3 separate regions of the Zea mays genome follow, and all the other regions are linked to region 3. The links are chromatin contacts, called in public Hi-C maps. All regions are on one chromosome and are shown on one strand. The core of a region is the stretch at or near the end of the contact, and the rest is flanking DNA. Distances in the headings are between cores, read along the strand shown. Region 1 holds the start of LOC103636280. Region 2 holds the start of LOC100274688. Region 3 holds the start of LOC103643118 (zinc transporter 2).

Evidence for each region. Hi-C and Micro-C count contacts between places; a contact is called where the count stands out from the background.
Region 1: a Hi-C map of ear shows a contact between it and region 3, with 1.7 times the contacts expected there. The contact joins the promoter of LOC103636280 here to the promoter of LOC103643118 in region 3. A contact is called at or near these places in 2 of 25 Hi-C or Micro-C datasets (ear and endosperm).
Region 2: a Hi-C map of bundle sheath shows a contact between it and region 3, with 4 times the contacts expected there. The contact joins the promoter of LOC100274688 here to the promoter of LOC103643118 in region 3. A contact is called at or near these places in 5 of 25 Hi-C or Micro-C datasets (bundle sheath, ear, leaf and 2 more) and 1 of 3 datasets of contacts at active chromatin or transcription factors (leaf).

The regions. Positions count from the first base shown.
Region 1 is chr1:72,826,083-72,830,018 of Zm-B73-REFERENCE-NAM-5.0, reverse strand. LOC103636280 reads right to left here and starts at 2,049. Exons shown (of 10, transcript XM_008658646.2): 1 at 1,646-2,049; 2 at 1,369-1,428; 3 at 664-723; 4 at 446-553; 5 at 289-363; 6 at 75-137. The coding sequence starts at 1,771.
Region 2 is chr1:72,169,206-72,173,403 of Zm-B73-REFERENCE-NAM-5.0, reverse strand. LOC100274688 reads left to right here and starts at 1,285. Exons shown (of 21, transcript NM_001360644.1): 1 at 1,285-1,564; 2 at 1,701-1,832; 3 at 1,925-2,085.
Region 3 is chr1:72,507,340-72,511,323 of Zm-B73-REFERENCE-NAM-5.0, reverse strand. LOC103643118 (zinc transporter 2) reads left to right here and starts at 1,945. Exons shown (of 4, transcript XM_020546406.3): 1 at 1,945-2,590; 2 at 3,339-3,397; 3 at 3,593-3,722. The coding sequence starts at 2,086.

The sequences.
Region 1 (3,936 bases), core at 800-3,299, 320 kb before region 3:
AACTTTTGTGATGCTAAGGAAAAGGCTGGAAGCATACAAACATAATTCTAAACGAATGTGTGGAGATAGTTTACCTTTGAAGGTTTACCAGCAGACAAATTTTCCTCTTCTCTGACACGCTTTCTTTTCTTGTATTTCTACAATAGATAAGACACATGAAAAAGTATTTGAGCGCCAATGATGATAGGGCAGTAGCTTAAGTTACAAAGGAAAACCGACAACATCGGTTATCATTTCTAGATAAGTGTTCAAAAAATTTTATGGCCAAAGTAACCCAAAGTTTAGGACCTTATCCGAGTTTATGACATCACTACCAGAACAGTGATCCTTAATGAATTCCATCAGAAACAATACAAGTTCCTCCTGAAAAGAAACATAAATGTTTTGTAATGTGCACCCTCGGGCAGGTGAGAATAGAAAATTCAAGTTTTTAAGTTGGACCAACCTTCCTATTAGCTCTTGAGCCAATTAAATCAAACGAGCGACACAGTTCGATAAGTGTATCTCTTTTACATCTGTTGAGCTTCTCCAGTAGCTCTGCCCGTGATTTTTCCTGTTGTCAAGTCAATACCATGTCCAGTATCAAATATGTTGTTAACATAATAATGGACAAGAAAACACACTGATTCAGTACTGCCAAGCTGTTACCAAATCACAACATACCTCTTGATCCTTACAATCATGCTGAATGAGTTGGAGAATTTGTTCTCTTAAGTCAGTTACCTGGTATGGTTAACCAAACTAGGAGTTATTCCAGAAGATTGAAGACACAATCTATAACCATCTCACTCGATTTACACTTAGCAAACAGATATACTGCATACTCAATTCCTAGATTTGGTTCAGTGCTACAATAAAGAAGCACATCCTTCGAATTCACAGCTTCAACATCTATTTATACCATGCCAGTAAGAATCATTAAGACAGTGATGAGTTTTTACGGGCTGAGGGAACAGTTAGGTGCTTACAGTGATGGTCTAAGCATCGCCAATCTATCAATGCAAGTGTAGAAGGTTGCATCAATACACCTATCAATAAGCATGTCACGTGTACCTACTCAATGAATGAGCCAGACCTTGTTTCAGTGGCCAGTAAAGTTTCCTTTGCCTAAAAGACCAAACAATTAACATGGATACATGAGGAACAAGCTAATGCGCCTTGTGGAAGTTGCTAGTCTATCTTTGACTTTGTAATGTTTTGCATGCAAAATTATGCAAATGCAGTACAGTAACGAGGTGTGAATGCTAAGGCCCTCCAAGGCAATGGAACTTAGTAGTCCATTTAAATGGTTGAATCTGATTTGAATAAAGACAAAGCCACATGTAACGAAATTCAGCTTGGCATCTCTGTACCAGCCAAAAAACCTACCGATTCTTTCTCAAAGAAGACCCAAGTAGGCTGCTTCATCAACTTAGTCTCGGACGCATCCTATAGAATGGCAAAGAAAACATAGCAACCATCAGGGGCGGTCGAGTAAAGGACATGGGTGTACACACATGTACACCATATAATTTCTGCAAGGCGATCGAAGTTAGTAGCCATATTGTATGCATATACACCTGAAATTAGATCAGATCCGAATACAAATAGTAAGATAGTGTTTGTGGGCACAGTTTCACACAACAGGAAGGGAAGGAGGGCGTACCTGGTGGCGCTCGTCGCCGGCGAAGGGGCCGAATAAGACCTGAGCACCTGGCGTAGCCGGCAGCGACGGCCGTTCAGGCGTTGCGCTGTGGTGGTGATTGGAAGAAGAAAATCCAGGTTGCAGCATAGAGGCAGATCGGGTCCGTGTAGAGCCCGTCGATCTACCTTGGTGTGCTGCCTGTCGTCTGCTCCGCCCGACCGAAGCTCACCGTGCTGGTAGTAAACCGGCTCGCCCAGGGGAGCTGTCACTTGCTGCTTCAGGCAGCGTCGGGGCTCGGGCGGGCGCGGGCAAGGTGCCAAGGTCGGCCAGCGGCACGCTCGGCTCGACACAGTGCGGAGGGGAGCGGGAGGAGCCGAGGACGAGGAGCCGCTGAGGAAGGCAAGGGAATGTATTTAACTTTATTTACCGTTGGCACTGCTGTAGCAACGTTTTTATTTTGCAAAGTTTTAGTTGACATAAAACATATCATTTTATTAAAATATAAATACATCAAATTAGAACATAAAATCTACATAATTAATGAAAAAACAAAAATTATATAAATTAAAAAATACATAACTAAAAAAACTAATTTTACTTGCTTATATTCCTTTTCTGTTTATTATGTCGCTTCTTTCTTATCTAATTTTACTTGTTTTGTCATTTTTTTAGGATCAACTCGAATGGGTGTTTTATATCCTGTCTATATCGGTGTAGTAATTTAGTCTTATATAAGCTTTTAAATATCTGTTTTCTCTATAAATAGAGACTGAATGCTACTTGTTGGGTCTTTTTTTCGTTGAGCTCTTGCCTGCAATAGAGTATAGTGCGTCTATACTTACTTATTATGAGGCACATCTTTACACGCTTAAATTTAGACAAAATCTTTTAGGCCCTGTTTGTTTTCTTTTATTTTGTGGAGTTGAAATCTTACTAATGAAATATGTTATTTTTTTAAAATGTGATATTCCACCACTTTTTAAAGTTATCATATAAGTTTATTTCAAATTCATGGGATGAGAGATGGAAATTGATTTTATAGATTTATATACTATTTTCCCGATGTACAACTTATAACACAATCTTCTACTTGCTTCGTTATAATATAAATGTAGTATATAACTATCTTTCTCATATGATTTAGAATAATATACAAATATATTACATATATAAATATTTGAACTTAATTAGTTTTGTCTAAATTATAATTATTAAAACGGAATTCAATTCCAACGAAACAAACTGGTCCTTATAGTTTTACTCCCATCACTCATGTCGTCGTCACCGTGCCTCGCACCTAGGCCTGGGCAAAAAGAACCGGAACCGAGGAACCGAACAGAAATAACCGAGAACCAAAACCAAACTAACCGAAACGAAGGAACCGTTATGAAATTCAGTTCTGGTTTTTTTGAGAACCGAAATAAATGAGATATTTTCGGTTCTGCACTCCAAAGAATCGAAAGAACCGAAAAAAACAAAAGTATTAGATTCAATTTGTTACATGTGTTTGTAACTTCGGATGTTGTTTTATCGACTTATGTTGAACCTCTAATCATCCATGTATTATCTATGAAATTATGGTCATTGTGCACTCGTGGTTGTTTGCGGGGAGATGTTGCTGAAATTTCTCACAAAAGTTGTCGTTATTCAGAATTTTAGAGTGGTTGTTACAGTTCGGTTAGAACCGAGGAACCGAACCGAAGAACCGAGAACCGAACTAGTCGGTTTTGATTTCTTTATCTTGCTATTTCGGTTCTAGTTTTTGAAGAACCGAATTTCTACAAGAACCGAGGAACCGAACCGAACGCCCAGTCCTACTCGCACCAGTAGGGGAGCGGGGAGCTGGCAATCTTTGACGCCTAAAGGCACCATCTAAGGGCTTGTTCGGTTAGCTCTCAATCCATGTGGATTGAGTGGGATTGGGTGGGTTTAAATCCCAAGCAAGTCAAAACTCTTCTAATTTTTTTCCAATCCCATACAATCCATGTATAATGGGAATAACCGAACAAGCCCTAAGTGCATATGTATCCCATATCAAATTATATACACCGTTAATTTTTAGAGCCAAATGACAATAGTATACTAGTAAAACGACTTCATAAAACAGGCCACAATAAAAGAAAAATACCTAATTATGGATAATTTCTTCCACCGATAAACTCAAGATGTTATTAAAAAGACAAAAAAAAAATAGAACAAAAATACACAACATACCACTCGCATTGATAGGAGGTAATGAAGGTAGCTTTTTTAAATAACTTTCAATTCTTGAAAATACTATAAAATATTCTTATCTTCCATGCTTGCAAAAA
Region 2 (4,198 bases), core at 36-2,535, 340 kb after region 3:
GCTTAAGTTTTTCAAGTTTCGCAGGATCACCTATTCACCCCCCCTCTAGGTGCTCTCAGGGCCGCAGAGAACAAGACCGGTGTCCCATCTGGCTAGCTCCGCCAGATAGGCAATGATGGCGCCCCGCATGCTCTGTGACGACGGCGACTCTCAGCTCTCTTACGGAAGCACGAGGACGTCAGCAAGGACTCAACCGCTCCGACAGCTGTCCCTCCGCCAGGCTCCGTCGCTCCTCCGACGGCCACGACATCACACCAGCTGGGTGCCAAAATCTCTCCGGCTACCACATCGGCATGTACTTAGGGCGCTAGCTCTCCCCCACTAGACACGTAGCACTCTGCTACACCCCCATTGTACACCTGGATCCTCTCCTTACGCCTATAAAAGGAAGGACCAGGGCCCTCTTAGAGAGGGTTGGCCACGCGGGGACGAGGACGGGACAAACGCTCTCCTGGGGCCGCTCGCTTCCCTCTCCCGCGTGGACGCTTGTAACCCCCTACTGCAAGCGCACCCGACCTGGGCGCGGGATGAACACGAAGGCCGCGGGATTTCCACCTCTCTCACGCCCATCTCCGGCCACCTCACTTCCCCCCTTCGCGCTCGGCCTCGCGTCGACCCATCTGGGCTGGGTCACGCGGCGACATTCACTCGTCGGCTTAGGGACCCCCGGTCTCGAAACGCCGACAGTAATCTTTTTCAAAGTATAGTTTTAGAATTAATCCATTCATTTTTTTCCTTTTGCAACTCATAAATAGCCTCATGAAGCATAATTATACCTACAAGAATATTATGACCAGGCAAGAAAACGGTCTAAGAGATATTAATAAGCTTATCTGCTACCATCTCTATTATGTTCTTTAGGGCTTTAGTATCAATCTTAAAACTAACATTAAAGTAAGTAAATAGGTCGATACTCTTGTATTTTTTTAGGCATTACCTTTCTTAGGTAGAAGATTAATAACTCCAAAATTAGGCTATAAATTGGTTACGTATCATTGTGAAAATCCACGAACAAGGCAAGGCTAGTAAATCATCCTTTATTCTTCCTAAGAAAAACTTATAGGATTCTACCGTAAAACCATTCGAACGAGGAGCTTTATTACGTTCCATCCGCAAAACTGCCTTGCGGATTTCAGACATGTTTGGTTTGTGGCTAACTATGCCATACTTTGCCTAAGGTTAGTCATTTGAATTGAAGAACTAACCTTAGGCACAAAAGTGTGGCAAAATGTGGCAAATTAGTCAACGAACCAAACAAGCCTTTCATCCACAGAGAATGGTGCCGTGAAAATTGTGTTTTCGGTATTTGAAACCTAGGGGATATCATGACTATCGCAACCGGCCAACAGGAAATTTCAGCCGGGCATCCCCAATTCATCTTCCCCACGCCGCGTCCGCGTCCGGACCGGACACCGGCGGCACCTCCTCCTGCCTCCACTTCACCAGTTCATCGGGCGCCGGAAGTGGGAGCCATCCGCCGCCGCCACATATCTGTCCTCTTCGGCGCTGACTGGGGCTCAGCCGCTCGAAGCTCCATCCCGCCTCCCGTCTTCGCCGCCGCTCGGTAAGCCGGTAAAGGGTTCATCCTGTTCTAAACAACTTGGGAGCTGTTTGGTTGGGCTTTTTTTGGTCCGTGATCCATCGCGGTGGGAGTCGGCTCCTTCCCATTCCATCTCATTACCGCTCGGTTTACGGCGCAGTCAGATCCCTCGACGCGACGGTCGTGTCTTGACTCTCCACCACGCGACTCCACCCAGCTCTTCTCCACGCGACTGCAGAGCGACGATCGGAGGCGCCGCCATCGCACAATCCACCGTCGCTGCCTGCTCCTGGTGTGTCCTCTCTCCTCTCTCCTCTCCCTCTCCATCTCCGTCTCAAATCTTTTACCCAAACCCTAACCCCGACTGCTATCTATTCTTGTAAGTGATACTCTCACAAGATCCGCTGCTACATCCATTTCTTCTTCTTCCACGTTGCTGGGAGGAGACGGGCGCAAGGATTTGTGCGAGGGAGAAAGAAAGGGAAGGAAAGGGGATAGGACGGGAGGAGGAGCACGACTGCTTACCACTTATTCTTCCCAGCCCGGTACCGTAGATTTCTCTTGTTCTGTGTAGTGTGCTTTCTAATTTGTCGTATATATATAAATATGTGGAAATATATTATAAATAATTTCCTTTGAATTTGACTTGTACAAGTTTCTATAATTTTTACATGTAATGCATCAGTTATATGTTTTCCATATCTGCATGTGCACAGGAGTAGCGCCATTTGCCAACAGCAACAATACGCGCTTGTAGCAATTTCGGTCGGTAGTGAACGCAATAAACAAACACCGTTAGGGGATCTAATGGCGCTGTTCAAATAAAACAAACAAATCCAGGTAATCATTACACTGTAAACCGATAGCACCTGCAGCCCATTCCATTACCATTCCTATTAACTAGAGTGAACCAAACACTACCTTGATGTATTCATCTTGATGTATTCATGGGCATGGTAACAAAATTTCAGAACCTACAAGTCTGTCTATAAGCGTCTACAGTTCATTACGACCTGACTCGGCCACCGCTCGTATCTCCATCTCAGGATGTATGATGGGCATTTTATCAATAATGTTCCAGTAGCGTCTTTCAAAAAGAGAAAAAAAACGAGGCTCAATTTGCAGACAGAAGAACAGAGCTTCCATAAAACAAGATGTTGATAAATGGGCTAGCTCTTGTCAAAAACACTACCAGTGATGAATAAACAGGCTGCGAAGCTCCTCCGTTCTTTTTTATTTATCACGGTTTAGTTAAAAATGAACTACCGACAACAAATATTTGAAGTGTTACTGTGATTTGAAAAAAGGTGTGCACGTGTAATTTGGATTACCTAACAAACAAAGATGCTTAGATATGCTAATACGCTGGCCTCGAATGGAGCAACATTCTCAATGCAAAGGGTGACCATATCAATCTGACAATCTGCATGTACAGGCTACCATCACTATTCGCCTGATTGGATGACTGTATCCAGACGCGCAGGCTCGGGTGGCCCTGGCTGACCCGATACGGCAATTTTCTGCGTACGAGTAGATGCAACCAAATAGCTATAAAATGGCTTGTTTTGCATCCGCTCATGCAGTCTGCATCTCCCTTGTGTAGGCAACCAAACATGAGCTCAGATAGAGTCAATGCATATGGTGGTTCAAGACGAGACGGTACGGGTAACCAAACATATGTTATCTGAACTCAGTGGTCTCTTATCGTACGAGTCTACCGATTACCATGCTTGCCGAAGCCGTCGTTGCCGACGAGTTTGATGCCGGAGCGGTTGGCCTCCGCCTGGAGGCCCGGATGTACCTGGCCGGCCGGGCCGAGAGAAGCAAACATCGGCCCGGCCCACTCTAGCGCGAGCTGCTTGAGCTTGTCGACCCAGACACGGTTACATATCTCGTGTTAGTTCATAGCCTGGCCCAACCGGTAAGCTATACTGACAACTTTACTACCCGTCTCGCGCGAGCGGAACACATTCCGCTTGTCCTCTCTCGCCGCTGCTCCGACGAGCTCGCCGGCGCCGACTCCCCTCCCGTCGGACCAGCCCGCCGAAAGCGGCCGGACGAACGAGAGGCTTCCCTCCCCTCGCACTTGCCTGCCTCGTCGCCTTCCTGAGCCTCTTTCTGCGCCCGGCCACGGGCTCGCGGCCCCACGCCCGAGCACGTGCAGCAGGCGCCGAACCCGCCTCCTGTGCCACCCCATCGGAGCTCGCCGGCCACGTGGAGGGATTCCTTTTCCTCGCAGCATTCCTCGTCGCCGACGGCTTCGTCGTGCTCCAGGGGTTGGATTGGCGTGGAGCGGAGAGCAGTGCAAACCTGGGATTGAATTCTGGTGTAGGTAAGGAACCCTAACTTGCTCAGGTTGATTAGCTGATTTATGCGATGGAAGGTGTCAGTAATTTCTCTTATTTGCTCCATATGTGGTACTAACGGATTACTTTGCTACCTGATGGAGTGCTAATCAGTAATCAACCCACATCCTTTTTTTGAGGTTTAGTTGAAAATCCCATGACTGAGCGCCCAACGCTAGGTCCGTCCTTAATCTTGCCATTGGTCTTTCTTAGGCAACTGCAACAACCTGTCGCTGCTCCTATGCTCCGGTAGCTCAACTGACTTACTAGTGACCAGCTTTCTGATCGATCTATGGAGGCAGGAATACATCTA
Region 3 (3,984 bases), core at 696-3,195:
ATGCGGAGAGAGAGAATGAGGTTGAAGGGTATAGGTGGAAAATAGGGTTCCATGGCCCACGTTTAGCTACTTTTAGCACCCCTTGAGCAGCTTATGAGATAATAAATACTAAATTTTATCACACCACCATTAGCTCTCCTGTTTAGATCACTAAATGGCTAAAAATACCTAAAAAAAGTTGCTAAAGTTTATCTAGTAGGATTGAAACGGGGCCTAAATATGTTTGCTTGTCGCATAAGGAAAAAAATCTGACTCATTAACACTATAGAAAAAAGAAGGAAGAAGTATAAAATCCGATGACACATATGATTTGTTTTTCTAAAAAATATATAATATAGTACTCACTTCGTTCTAATTTACAATCTGTTGACTTTTTTACCTTAAGTTTGATCAACTTATCTTATTAAAAAATTATGATATTAATTACATCGTTCAACATGTATTATACTTTAAGTATGGATTTACTTTTTCATTATTTAGCAAAAAAATGAATAAGACGAGCAAATCAAATTTGGTAAAAAAAGTTAAACGCATTGGGACTGAGGGTGTAAAAACCAATACTGGTTATAGTACATTCACATTACATGGAAAAATTATGTACATCCTGGATGCAAATATCCTCTTTTACGACATCTCACATCCACCACATGGAGGCACACAAAAACATATCAAAATTTACAACTTAACTCTTTAATAATTTGTTTTTTCTATTTATATGGACCACTAAATAGTGAATGTGAATGACTGTAAAAGAGATTCTTTGCACCCTGGGTGCAAAGTTTTTTTTTTCCATCACATGTGTGTTTGGTCACTTACGGGTGGGCGTGGATCTGATGCTCAAAGTGGCAATATATTACTCCGTAGAGTCTACCGGCCATTTGTATCACTGCTTACCGGTTTGTTTGAGTGAGGCACAAAACAAGTCAAAAGTTTTGGTGTACTTTTAATTTTCTACACCAGGTTGATGCAAGTTAGGAGGCGAGAAAGGGACGTGTACCGTAGCACGGTCCCATTTTTCGTAATTCGCTGTCTTCCATGGACAACTTCGCTAAGCACCGGAAAGTCTACCCAGTGTGGCAATGTTATCTAATGCCTTGTTCAGTTATTCCCAACGTATATAGATTGGATAAAATTGAAAAAATTTAAGAAGAAGATTGACTTATTTGAGATTCAATCTCATCCAATCCCACTCAACCCACATGGATTGAGAGCTAAACGAACAAGCCCTAAATTGGCAATTTTATTTTATGGCATCCTTCCAAGTGAGAAGACGAGGGCCCAACGAGTAGAGATGGATCAAGATATTTATTCGGATATTAAATGTTTAATGTAATTATGAATAAATATGATAAAAAAATCTATATGTAAATCTATATTTTTGTTTTAAACATTGAGTTCGTTAATAAAAAGCAAACCTTACATTTGTCCTATATTCTCTTGAGTGATATATATAAAATTTAGATACGGATTTGAATTCAAATAATTTTTTTACTCTTTTCATGTAAGGAGCAAATAATATAAAAATTTCGCAAAAATATATTCTTATTTTTTTCATAATATACTTAACAACATAACTAAAAAATTAACATCAAATTTAATGTATATCTATTAAAAATATTAAATTTGTCCTCGTGTATTTCTACCTCTAGAAACAAAGAAGAGGGAAGGGAGGTGCAATGGGACTTTCCAAATCCTGTCACTATCTGCACGACACAACGAAACTGGCGCGGCCTTGTCTGGCTGGTACAATTGTACTACCAGCTATCGCACGTTCACCTGCTTCCTGTACCGCGTCGTTGCTTCTGTAGCTGCCCACAACAGCCTACCCTACCTTGTCAGTGTCCAACGATGCAAACGATCGAGTAAAAAAAAAACCCCAACTCCGAGGATCCGTCCCGGCTCCTGCTGTAGTACTACAAACTACAAAGCCCTCCGGCCCCACACGCCAGCCATCTCCAAGCCCTCCGGCCCCCCGCCTCGCCTCGCATCGTACCGAGAATAAACCCAAATCCGCCCCGCGTCCGGCGTCCGCCTACCATTTCCCGGGTCACGAGTCCACGGCCTCCTCGCTCGCGGTCCCGCGCCATGGCCCGCGCCACCAACGCCCAGCACCACCACCGCCTCCGCCTCCTCCTCTGCCTCTCCCTCGCGGCCGCCGCGTGGGCGCACGGCGGAGGCGGGGACTCCGACGCCGACGCCGACGCCGACGCGGATGGGGGCGCCGCCGCCAGGCCGGACCTGCGCGCGCGGAGCCTGGTGGAGGCCAAGCTGTGGTGCCTGGCGGTGGTGTTCGTCGGCACGCTGCTGGGCGGGGTGTCCCCCTACTTCATGCGCTGGAACGAGGCGTTCCTCGCGCTGGGCACGCAGTTCGCGGGCGGCGTCTTCCTCGGCACGGCGCTCATGCACTTCCTCAGCGACGCAAACGAGACGTTTGGGGACCTGCTCCCCGACAGCGGGTACCCCTGGGCGTTCATGCTCGCCTGCGCCGGTTACGTCGTCACCATGCTCGCCGACGTCGCCATCTCCTACGTCGTCTCACGGTCACAGGGGCGCAGCACCGGCACCGCCGCTACCGGCGGTTCTGATGCAGGTCAGTAACAAGAGTCACGTGTCAGTACCGACTCCCGTTCGTTCTGTTCTGGCTTGTAACAGTTGGGGTTGGGCAGTTGGGCTGGGCGGTGTACTGATTACTGTGAATGCCGCCACAACGACTGGGGGATCCGGGGTTGGGTTGAATGCGCACACCACTTTTTCCTGTCGCCGGGTGGGTGCAACTAGCACGGGCTGCAAATTCAGATTGGTGGAGGTCTGTGTTAGTGTGTTCTTGCCTCTTGGGATAGATTTACTCTTTTCGTCGCGAACTACTAATCCTATATTGCTGTAGTAGTACACCACTGCCTAAGGTAAACCAACTGTTGCCAATGCTTTTGGTCTGGTTGCACGTTGCATTATCACGTACAAGGCGACTGAAAGTTCGGGTTCATTGCAGTTTGCAGTAATCCTGTTCTTGAGAGTTTTATTTTCCTTCAGCCAATCAACATGTAGCGAGATTGATTAATGGATCATTTAGTTAGAGTAGTGGATCGAAACCAAAAAAAAAAACTTTACGTGGAATCAGTCTTAATGGATCATTTAGTTAGAGTTTTATTTGTGACAAACTGGCAGTTCTGCGTGTAATCAGTCTATATGCTCAACTCTGAATAGTCAGTCATCAGGGGAAGTCTGTCTGTCCCTCTCTACAGCACTGTATTTCCATTGTCATATTTTCTCTGTATTAAAGCTTTAGGAAGCCTATTATACTTGTACGATTCATTTTCTCCTTTTGACACTTTCAATAGGGCTGGAGGAGGGCAAGATGAGAACCGCAAATGGCACGAGGTCTGAGCCCACACCAGCTGTAAGTTACTACAACCTGCTTCAGCTTCTGAATTCATTATTTGATCATGGCAATACCTGCTCTTGCAACAACCATATAGTACAGTCCACTCCCAATAAAAGACAGTTAAAAAGAACAGCACTAGCAGTATCTTACGGCCGGCCGGTCAGTGTACAGAATCTTATTTGTCACCATTACTTGTGCTTTGGCGTGCAGGATGCACACGGATCTGATCACTCGGCCGCATCCATTCTGCGCAACGCGAGCACGATCGGTGACAGCGTGCTGCTCATAGTAGCCCTTTGCTTCCACTCCGTCTTCGAGGGCATCGCCATCGGGATCGCCGGTAAGGCTAAGCCAGATAGAGATAGGGATATATGGATGCGTTGTTTTGTTCCCTTCCAACTTGCAGATGACGCGTAGAAATTCCTTTATGTGCATTCCGGGTCTACTCTTATCAGCAGATGTCGCCATCATGTCACGGGCTAAACTGACGAACTTAGCTTCGTCTGAGTACGGAGTAGAGGATTAGATGCCCAGCTTTAGGTATAAATGAGATGTTATGGCATGTAGGTATGACATATATACCTGCAAGTCTGAAGTCTCAA